Linked DNA regions of Mus musculus: region 2 is linked to region 1. A link is a contact called in public Hi-C data. All regions are on one chromosome and are shown on one strand. Each heading gives the region's core, a stretch centred on a gene start, on an enhancer-like site or on the middle of the called end of the contact. The rest is flanking DNA. Distances are from core to core; before and after follow the strand shown. Region 1 overlaps Chrnb4 (cholinergic receptor, nicotinic, beta polypeptide 4). Region 2 overlaps Nrg4 (neuregulin 4).

The links. A called contact is a pair of places that touch in the nucleus more often than the background predicts.
Region 2: a contact with region 1 is called in a Hi-C map of epidermal suprabasal cells, with 2.7 times the contacts expected there. The contact joins two enhancer-like sites. A contact is called at or near these places in 15 of 39 promoter capture datasets (the C10 cell line, the HPC-7 cell line, cranial neural crest and 9 more), 2 of 15 datasets of contacts at CTCF or cohesin (the NIH/3T3 cell line and large pre-B cells), 1 of 484 Hi-C or Micro-C datasets (epidermal suprabasal cells), 1 of 115 datasets of contacts at active chromatin or transcription factors (embryonic stem cells) and 3 of 9 other capture datasets (adipose tissue, liver and macrophages).

The regions. Positions count from the first base shown.
Region 1 is chr9:55,029,292-55,035,041 of GRCm38.p6, forward strand. Chrnb4 (cholinergic receptor, nicotinic, beta polypeptide 4) reads right to left here. Exons shown (of 6, transcript NM_148944.4): 5 at 5,351-5,750; 6 at 1-954. The coding sequence ends at 814. Among named protein-coding and RNA genes, the nearest start is that of Chrna3, 5.6 kb to the left of the region's middle. Within about 2 kb of position 2,355, at least 10 of the 459 cell types and tissues checked have an H3K27ac peak or open chromatin away from gene starts, as enhancers often do. A contact at or near this core is called in epidermal suprabasal cells, where this site is marked.
Region 2 is chr9:55,276,502-55,282,104 of GRCm38.p6, forward strand. Nrg4 (neuregulin 4) reads right to left here. Exons shown (of 8, transcript NM_032002.2): 3 at 4,389-4,482. Among named protein-coding and RNA genes, the nearest start is that of Nrg4, 4.3 kb to the right of the region's middle. Within about 2 kb of position 3,165, at least 5 of the 459 cell types and tissues checked have an H3K27ac peak or open chromatin away from gene starts, as enhancers often do. A contact at or near this core is called in epidermal suprabasal cells, where this site is marked.

The DNA.
Region 1 (5,750 bases), core at 1,105-3,604:
TGTGTGTGTGTGTGTGTGTGTTTGAAGGAGAGCAGGAGCCATTCATTCAACAAACATTTATTTTGCACCTTCTGTGTGCAGAGCTCTGTCCCAGGCTCTGGAGTGTGAATGTGAATTCACACACTCCGACCCTTGTTGAGCATAGACTTTAATGGGCAAGGTGCTGGTGACTAGTGTGCCACCAACTAAGGACTGCAGCTGCCAATGGAGGACACTCAAGAAAGCTGGAGGTTTAATGTGGTTATGGGAGACGCTGCTTTGGAATGCATGGCTAGGGAAGGCTTGTACAGGAAGTGACATATTGGAACAGAGGATCATGGGAGTAGATCTCTGCCTAGTGCAGACATGTAAAAAGCTTGGGAATTGAGAGTCTGAGGTTTGGGCGGTAGCTACAGCAGATTTGAAGGTTCTAACCTGGAAGAATCTGGAAGTGTGAGAGGAAATGAAAGACGGCCAGGGAATCTAGTGGGTAGCCTGGATTGGAGGGAGATGGATGGGAAGGTGGGCTGGGGTGTGATGGGATGATACACAGCTGTCTGACTCCAGTGCCTGGCACATGGAAGGAAGGAGGCCAGAATGGACTTCAGCCACCTAATCCCCCTCCTTCAAGGGACTTACTCGAAGATATTCAGAGCGATCAGTGCAAGCCACCTATCTCTGTCCTTCTCGTGGCTAGATTGATAGGCTGACTGCCAATAGTCTTAGCTTTACTTAGGGTCTCATTAGCTACAACCCAGATGAAGCAGTAAACTGCCCACTAGGCTGCTCATATCATCCCACTACAACCCAGGGCCCCATAACACGCTGGGTAGCCTAGAGGCCCTTGGAGGGTGCGTGGATCTGGAAGAGGGGTGGCAGGAAGAGCCCCATGGTGCCCAGAATACACACAATCACGAACACCCACAGGAACAGGCGGTCGACGACCATTGCGACGAATTTCCAGTCCTCGATGACCTGCAGACAAACAGAGGCTGGTTACAGGTGCCAAGCACAGGGTAGCTCCTCCCTCTGAGTCACAGCCTCACAGCTGAGCACCATCACACAGGCAGCACGGGGCAGAACTAGGCATTGCTGTGGCAGGTTCTGAATCCCAGGCTGACCTCTGCCGGGCTCCTCATGATGTTCTCCAACCTCACCGGACCTGACTGGGCTTGGGGGAGGGAGTAGCAAAGCCATGGGGACTTGGGCTATACAGACGTCCCTCAGTCTCCTCTGGATCCCCTAGGACCTCTCAACCCTGATGCTGCTCAAAAGCCCACAGAAAGAGTGCAATATTTGCATCTAACTCATATATGCTAGTTAGGTTTTGGTCATCTTGACATATTAGGGTCCTCTGGGAAGAGGGAACGTCAGCAAGTTTGTAGGGTGTTCTTGTGGTTAATGATTGATGTGGAGGACCCAGCCCACTGTGGGTGTTGCTACTCCTGGTCAGGTGGTCCTGGGTTGTATAAGAAAGCAGGCTGAGCCACCCATGAGGAGCAAGCAGGTGAACGGTGTTTCTCCATGGCTTCTGCTTCAGTTCCTGCCTCGAGTTCGGACCTTGGCTCCCCTTGATGAGCTATGACTCAGGATATGTAAGCTAAATTTTCTATACCAAGTTGGTTTTGGTCATGGAGTTCATCTTAGCAATTAAGACATAAGACATCATGAAACCCTCCCCTGTAGTTACAGTGTCTATAGACCTGGTGAGTTCCTAACACAGTGGAAGTGCTATACGAGTTGTCGTTGGTTTGTATTTGGGGGACTAATGACCTGGAGGGAAGTACACCTTAGTGAAGACACCTTTTCCACCCATTATTATCCCCACAGTCGACTGAATCCATGGATGCAGAAACAGAGACCCAAATATATCACACACACAGTGATTTTAAAGCCAAATCTGGTTATGGGTGAAGCTTAGGGAATCACAAGTTCCTTCCTCTGATTTTTAACCCTAAATCCTCTGCCTGAGATAGCTCTGCAGAGAGGGAGATGAAGGGCCCACCTGCTTGACAGGAGGGCTTGCATAACATTTGGAAACCCCACAGTTTAAAGCGTTCCATGCTATTTACAGCAGTGAAATATATAAACAGCAGTGGACTGTAGAAATAGCTGTTTTCTATAATGAAGACTTTACCTCCTCTGGCCTCATCATCTGGCTCTCTAGCATTTCAACTCTGTTGCTTTACATAGGCTTCGCCTTCTCAGACCCAATCCCAGGATGTAGTCCTAGCAGAAACCTGGCTGGCCTTCAGGGGTACCACAGAGTGTCCATATACCCAGCATCTCAGCCTCTCTTCCCCACCCCCTAGCTGGGAAGGCTCTGAAAAGACTCAAGAGTTAGAAACGCAGGCATCAGTGGGCAAGCTGACGTCAGTGACCCAATTTTCCAGGGCCCCATCAATGGAGTGTGTCACACTTCAGGATAATCCTGTCAGACCAGCCTCCACTCCCTCAAATACCGATTGTTCCTGTTCCTAAGATCCAGAAGGCACTGCAGGACTCTCCACACAGTGATATTAGGGTTGGGGGATTCATTTTGACAGCCTTAATTTCAGGCATATTTCCATCTTTTTATGTTTTTGAGCTATCTACAGTGACCAGTTAGTCACCATGGAGAGCAAAAGTGTTGTAGATGACAAACAGCTCCAGGGATGGCTTAGGAGTGAGCATGCCAGGAGAGGGGAGGCAGACTTCTCTAACCACATGTGAGAAAGTCAGCTTGCCAATCATCGTCATATGCACAGTATGGGGCAAGATCCTTAGAGGGGCCTTAGGGTTCAAAGGATTGCAGCTGTGTGCCAGCTGTGTGACCCCAGACAAGTCAGACGATATCTCTGGGCCTCTGCTTCCCATTGTGGAATAAGGACTTTTCCCAGGATCCCTGGAGGAGTCAGAGTTGTTTGTCCACTCCTGCCAGAGCACCTGATGTAAATTTGGCTTGGCAGGAACACAGGTGATTACAATCCCACTGAGTTCTACCTGGCTCCTTCCCTCTTGGGGAAGCCCTGCAAGTTCCAAGCTTAGGATGAAGGCTAGTTCATGCAGGGGTGCAGGAGACCTTCTCAACCTGGATGTGCACAGAGACCCACAGGAGTTTAAGAAGTGGTTCCTAAAGCTTCCCCCAGAAATCCCGCCTCAGTCGAGGATGTCATTCTAACCCTTGGAAGGTGGAGGCTGGAAGACAGAAATCCAAGGTATAGTCCTGGGGATGCAGCTTAGTGATAGGGCTTTCGCCTAACTTGTACAAAACCGTAGGTTTGATCCCCAGCACCAGAATAAAAGCTAGGTGGTAGCATGTGCCTGAAATCCCTGCCCTGGGGCAGCACAGGTAGGAAGAGAAATTTAAGGACATCCTCAACTACATAGTGAGTTCCTGGGCTCCATGAAACACTATCTCAAGAAAAGAGAAGATCCAATAGCATTTCTGAGTGTTTTGACTGAAGTGGTGAAGGACAACAAAAACAGGTGAGAAGTCATGATTCAGTAGGAATGGTGATACACACAAGAAGGAATACGATGCGCAGGGCAGCTCAGAGTGGCCATGGTGTGGACGATGAGGCCAGTTCTAAGAGTAAAGAATTGATACTTTTTTTTTTTTTAAGTTCAAGGCCACCTTCAGGTATGTAGTGAGTTCAAGCCCAGTTTAAGCCACAAAGAGATGAGGGAGAGAAGTGGAGAAGAGAATGAAAGAAAGAATAATATGATCAAATACAACAGAGCTGTGCTTCTGACTGCAATGGGCCTAGGAGGTCCCTGAGATCTGGTTAAAATTCTGAGTTGGAGGCTTGAGAGGAATCTAATAAGACCCCCGTTGAAGCTGAGGCCACAGGGCGAGCTACTCTCTGAGCACCAGGCTCTGTCTTCCTTTTCTCAGCAGATCTCTTCTTTCCTCCTCACGGTGTGATTCTGGAACTTTTGCAGCCCATGCTTTTCAGTTGGTGCTAACTAATGGAACACCAGAATTCTCTCCTGAGACTCCAGTTGTCAGGAAGAAATTGCAAAAAGGTAAGAAGGAATCCTCTTTTGTTCGTGTAGCTGCCAAGTGGCTAGACACAATGTTGCAACATAAAAACTGGAACATTGTCATGCATTTGAAATGCATAGGAAGGTCTAACCATGAAGGTCTCCATTGTAAAATCTTCCTTACCCATAATCCTAGCTAGTTTCCATTGTCAACTTGGCACAGCCTAGACTCACCAGGGAAGAGAGTCTCAACTGAGGGATTACCTTGAACAGTCTGGATTGCGAGCTTGTGTATGGGAGACTGTCTTGATTGTTAATTGATGTAGGAGAGCCCAGCCCACTGTGGGCAGCACTATTCCCTGGGCAGGTGGCCTGGGATGCATAAGAAAGCTAGATCAGCATGAGTGTGAGTGAGCCAGCAAGTGGCCTTCCTCCAAGTTTTCTGTCATCACTGTTGGCTGTGGTGAGTTCCCCTGCTAGAGGTAATCCTGTTGGAATAGTAAGCAGGCCTGGCTTTAAGTTCCTACCTTGAGTCTCTGCCCTGCTTTTCCTAAGTGATGGACTGTGACTTACAAGTATAAGCCAAGAAGATTCTTCCCTCTCTGGAGTTGCTACTCATCCTTGGTTTGTCACAGCAACAGAATGAAACTGAAACACATATGTAATTTCCTCAGAGGAGCTATTTGAGATGCATGGACTATAGAATTCATGGTTTCCTGGGAAGAAGAGCTTAACCTCATTTTAGAAAATCTGTAATTCTAGTCACCCCACATGACAGTTTATTAGCCTGGTAGAAATAGTTATTTTACTGATGTTTCTATACTCCTGCTGCTTTGCAAGTCGGCATGAATAGGAGCAGCCAGCCCAAGCTGTGCTCTCTAAGGATGGCTGGACCTCTTCAAATCCACTGAGAACCATTTACTCCAGGGCATGCTGCTCCTCTCAGTTCTGGTCAGGGTTTTCTCTATCACCCAGGTTGCTTGCTCTGGCAACTGGGCATAAAGGGAATCATGAGAAAGATCCCATCCAAGGGCTGTTGTCAACTGGAGGGGGATGGTGCTGGAGGATAAATATTCCAGCCTTCATCCAAGGGACTATTCTGAGGCTAGTTGTCTGGCTCCTTGGGGCTCTCCATGGGGCTACTGCACCCACAACAGTAGGCTCACCAATACTCTAGAGCCAGCCTACTTTTTGCCTTTATTTTCTCCACCTCCACACTGTTTCCTAGGATTATAGCACAAGTAAGCTACCTGAACCCAAACCCTATCTCAGAAAACTGCTTTGGGTCAACCCAAACCAACACAGGAAGATCACTGTTTTTAACTCTTCCTCACCTAGGAAGCTATAACACAGCATTTCCATGTGGGTGGCTTAAGTAAGTGGTGGGGGCAGGGCAGCGACTTACACTCTGATCTCGATCATCACTCTCCAAATGCTGTGCGATGAAGCTGACGCCCTCTAATGCTTCCTGTAGATCTTGCCGGAACCTCCCAGAGGACCTCAGCCGGGCATCCCTGGGGAGGCCTGCCGTGTGGGAGCTGACTGCAGACTTAGGAGTGGCAGGGACAGGGTTCACAAAGTACATGGAATTCCCATAGAGGTTGGATGGGCTGCTGGGGCCTAAGGCAGAGGTGGACGTAGCTTCAGCTGTGGTCAAGTGCAGCTGGCTGGAATGAGGGACCCTGGCGGGGCTGACTTCCAGACCAGGGCGCTTCATGAAGAGGAAGGTGGGCAGCTTGTGCAGGAAGCACTCCTTGACCCAGGATGCCATGGTGTGAGTGCTGGGTGAACGGTGGTGCACATTG
Region 2 (5,603 bases), core at 1,915-4,414, 250 kb after region 1:
TGAGCGGGGTAGCATGAGTTTGATTCCTAGATCCCACATGGTGGAAAGAGCCAAGTCTGACCTCCATACATGCCATGGCATGCACACTCCCTCCCATATAAATAAATGTTAAACAATTAAAATGTGATAAAAATGTAAGTGCAGGGGACTGGAGAGATGGCTCAGTGGTTTGGAGCACTGGTTGCTCTTACAGAGGACCTAGGTTCTAGTCTCAGCATTCACATGGTGGCTTGAGACCATCTATAACTACAGTTCTAGGGGATATTATACTTCTTTTGATCTTCTGGGGCACTAGGAACACATGGTGCACACATATACACACATACAGTGGTGGTTTGAATATGCTTGGCCCTGGGAGTGGCACTATTTGGAGTTATGGCCTTGTTGGAAGAAGTGTGTTACTGTGGGGTTGGGCAATGAAAGCCTCCTCTTAACCACGTGGGAGTCAGACTTCTCCTGTCTGCCTTTGGATGAAGATGTAGAACTTTCATCTCGCCCCACGCCTGCCTGGATGCTGCCATGCTCCCACCTTGATTATAATAGACTGAACCTCTGAGCCAGTAAGCCAGTTCCAATTAAATGTTGTTCTTTATGGTATCTCTTCACAGCAATGGAAACCCTAACTAAAACACTCAGATACAAGAAAGACATTTATACACATTTAAAAAATGAAACACACACACACACACACACACACACACACACACATATATATATGCAGACTATCAACCAAATGAAGCAGAATTACAGAGCTCAGACATAACTCTTCACATATTGGGACAAGACATCAAGACAATTCAATGAAGAAAAGACAGTTTTCACCACATGATGCTAGAAAACCTGCACAGGTACATTAAACCAACCAACCAACCAACCAACCAATCAACCAATAAACCTTATCTCATACCAAACACAACGATTAACATAAAATAGATCAAAGGCCTAAACACAGATATAAACATTTCAGAAGAAAACAAGGGGGAAGCTTCATGATAAGGGTCTGGCAATGAATTCTTAGAATGACAAAGACAAAGTACCTAATTGTGGCTTAATAAATCATGCTAGTGTGACTCTGGGGCGACAGGTGCTTAGAAAGAACCCAGAAGGCTTCATGGGGCGTGGAAATCTATGTACTCCACACACAGAGGAGTACAGCATCTTTGGCAGGAGAAGCAGCATGGAGTCAGGCTTAGCACACGTGTTATACAGTCTAATTAGATGTACGTAGTTCAAGGTCCTGGAACTAAAGGCAAGTAGGCAGCTAGGCATGGTACTAGCACATGCCTGGATCCCAGCCAGCCTGGGTTATGTAAGAGGAGTTCTAGGCCAGCCTGGGTTACATAAGTGCAGTTCCAGGCCAGCCTGGGCCAGTGTGAGATCTTGCTACAAAAGAAAATGAAAAAACAAAAAAACAAAAAAACAAAAATCCAAAAAACCCAAAACATATTGAAAAAACCCCAAAGGAATCTTTAAAGCAAGAGACCACAAGGGAAGATGGTTACAAACCAATCTAAAATTTTAGTAATATAACCAAAAAAACAAAATTTGATTAACTCTTATTAAAAGAAAAACATTTCAGACTGAATTTTTTTTTAAAAAAAGCTTACTCTTAATAAGCTTTTAAAATTAAGCTTACATTTAAAATAAGTTGAAGAGAAAAAAAAATCTCCTATTCAAATACTCAATAAAGGACAACTAGTTTACCCACCCTAATGTCAATGAACTATATGTGCAAAGACAGAAAGCATTATTAGGGACAAAGAAGGTCAATATCATACAATGATGAAAGGGACATTTACCAGAAAATAATCCATTATACATTTATATGGACTTAGTAATATTATTTCAAAATATTTTAAGTAAAAATGAGCAGAAACCACATTGAAGATTCAAAATTACAGAAGGAACTTTTGGCATAGCTCTTTATTGAGAAGTCAAACAGATAAAAACACAGGAAGGATTTTAGAGAAGCAAGAAGCTTGGTCTAATGGACATGTACAGCCCTGGACCCATCACTAAGAATTCACACTCTCCTCTAGTACAGGCTGACCACTTCAAATTCTGCCCATGAACCAGGCTTCGAGGCCAGTTTTAATAAACACCAAGGACAGAGTCTGCCATCATCTCCCAGGCGGGACATGAACCTGCAGCGATCCTACTGCCTTCAGCTCTGAGTACTGAGCTGCCATGCCCAAGTGGTACTGAGGAATTAACATCAGCTGTTCAATCAAAATGTTAGCTTAAGATCATTTATTTAAAAGTCTAGCAAGTTAAATTCCATAAAGAAAGCCAGAGTAGGTTCTGAGAAAGTTCAACACAGAAAGATGTACAGACAAGAGGAGAAAGTGCCACTTACGGTATGCATGGGGAGATCATGTCAGAGCTGCGAAGTGTATTTAGACATGGCCACTGTAGCATTTCAATTTTTTTTTTTTAAATAATTCACTTACCTGTTTCCCTAAAGAATAGTGATCACTGATTCAGACTTAAAATTATTTCTAAAACTTCACCATGGACGATGGATCATTCAGTCTACAGGTAGTGAGATAGACTAGGGGCTATTTATATTTTAATAAATAGTATAGAGTATATAAATGACCAAACATATAAAGCAATAACTTTCCCGCATTTCTGTAGAAGTGCACAGGGAGAACTCAGCTCTGGTCTGTGGTGGGGTTAAGGATCGGGGAGAACGTAGCCTTGAAATATTAGTAGGTTTTGAATGTGGCTACATACAGAGAAGAGACAGAACAGTTGTAAATATTAGGTAATCAGCGTAATGTAAAGTGTATCTAATGCAATCAGTTGCTTCTAGATCAAGCACTGACCGAGCTTGAGGCAAAGGCCACGAAAGTAGGCTTGGTTCCAAACTGTAAAAAAAGCCCTAAAAGCTAAGCAAAACAGTAAGGTTTTACTTCATAGAGAGTCAGTGTGCAACTGTAGATTCTGTTGTTGAAGTTTTCTTGATTTCGCAGGTACAGAGATGCAAAAGGGGCTCCAGGAGTTAGTTTGGGAATTATTTCTGTTAGACAAACCTGGGGCCAGGAAGGTCTGACAGTAAAAAACAGAAAGGACTGGAGAGATTAAAGAGATAGAGCAAAGAAGAAATCCAAAGTGACAACTGGCTGAACCAGAAAAACCAGTCAGAAATGAGTCTGGGTTTATCCATGACAAGATGATTGGGAATACAGGGAATAGTATGGACGGGATGGAACATGAATTTATCACCCTCAGATATTGCTATTTCAGTCTATAATAATAACAACTATAGAGGTCCTAAGGTCATTGAAAGGAAATTATTTTTTAATAAAACAATACATGATTTAAAATGTCTGTCATTGAAACCCCCTGAACCTTTAGACCCTCAGTCTCCCCTGTCCTCCCACCTCACCCAGCTCTGACCCCTCTTCTCCAGGGTGTTGAACAGCTCTTGGTTACATGGCTTACTCGTTGTTAGGGCCAACCCCCCTGACTTATGGCTACACACTTCGGTGGCCAGCTCTAGAGTCTTACCCTCTACCCATCACAAGCTCAGAGTGTGCTGTTGGCTATTCATCAACTGCTGTTCAAAACTGGAAACAGAAGGAACTAGACACATTCTTAAATTTAGTGTTTACCAGCAAACTGCCTGTTCACTTTCATTGAGGGTAACTTTTCAAAAATGTACTAAAGACACATTTAGCCAAGTAAAAAAGCTGCAGGCAGCCAGGCTCCCTTCCCATTTTAGTGACTCTCCTGATCCTGCATTCTTAGTGCTGTCTTTTAGCTTATTTGGTGCAGAGACAGCTCGATGGTTCAAATATTCTGACCACGATGCAATTAATTTATACATTAAGGGATTAAAACCAAGAAATAATATCCATAGGTTAAAGAAAAAGTCACAATGGAAAATCTTAAACTTGGAACTGAATAATTAGAATTTGGAGGATGAACTATGATGTCCTTTAAATCTCTTACAACAGTAGTTCCTAACTATTGGAAGAGAAGGTTAAAGACTATTTGGATAGCTTGCATTTAAGCATTCTAAATTAAAGCAAAATGTCTTGTTTGAGCTTTCTATCCTAGCGATTTCTCATGATGTTTTCTAACAATGTTGACCAGATCATTTTCCCTGAACTGCTAAAATTCTAAAATTCAGAAGGGTCTCTCGAGTGAGTTCTTCTTCATAATCGGCCTAAGCTCGTAACTACCAAACCAGGTTTGAAAATGACCACCACATGGAGCCTTTTCTCTGCTGCCTTGTTCTGTTCTCTTCCAGAAGCTAACTGTCCTGCATCGAGAGACCAGAACATCCCCGCTCCCCTTCATCTTATACGGTCCACCTTCTTTTCAAATCCAATGATGAAACTGAAATCACCCTCTCCCCCGGGCCAGGCCGCGGCACTCACCTACAGAATGGGCTGGGGATAGTAGGGATCACATAACAAATCCCCCCATTGAGGCAAAATGACCTGTGCCTGGGACCACAGGGCTGCTCGTGATCTACAACACACATGCACACGAAATAGACACCGTTAACGCTTTTCTGAGGCCGCCTGGAGTTCAAACGTCTCATCTATGAACGAATCAGCATTTGGTTTTTTTACAAAAGTGAACTCTCTTTTCACAAAGTGAAACAATTTTATTCCTTATTTCATTGGCAACAGGATCTATCCCTTAAAAGTCATTCTAGCCCAAGGATATGGCTGCTGACAATAATAAGTGTAGAAGCTATGTAACAGAAATAAGAAATCTTCACCGTTAAAGAACAGTCTTACTACAAAACATGCCTGTCCCTTGCACAGCCTGTGGATTCTGTAGTATTTAGATACTTCCTAGACAAAGCTGTATTTATATCTTTATTTTACTGTTTATGTCTCACTCACTCATTCATATATATATATATATATATATACACACACACACACACATATATATATATAATTGGAATTGTAGTGGGGAAAGATTTAGATAATTGAAATAGATTCTGATTTCTAAAAACACTTTTACATATCAATGTCCAAAAACAAAGGAACAATCACATGAGGGTTGATTTGAGGGATTCCCGTGCTAGCTCCCCTCACCCCACCAAAAAAAAAAAAAAAAAAAAAAAAAAAAGCCTTGAAAATTCAGCCTGTTGCTTAGATCTGGCCGGAAGGACAGACTACTGAGGAAAGAAGTCACGTTTTCTCTCTTGCTTTCCTCTTTGCCTGCTTTTCTTCCAGCTTCACTTTCTCTTTCACCTTTGACATTTCCTTTACCAGTCTTCATCAACTACTATTTACATGGGAAAATTGAGACTTTCTCCTTAAAGAGAACACCATAGAGCTTTAAACTGCATGTTGCTAGTTTGTTTCTACCTAAAACATGATCTAGAGTCATCTCATGTGAAGAAGAAAATGGCAGTATTTCCTTTTGACATCAACTTGGCATTAAAAAACAATATGCTGTTAAAAAAAAAAACAAACTTGCTAGTATTTTGACTTCTAAAATATTGATACCTATCAACATATAATTGCAAGGAGCTAGAAATCTCCAGTCTGAATTTGAAAAGTTTAAATTTTCCTTTTACTTTAGAAACAAGAATTTCAGGTTGCGACTATGAATGTATCAAAAAAAAGGTA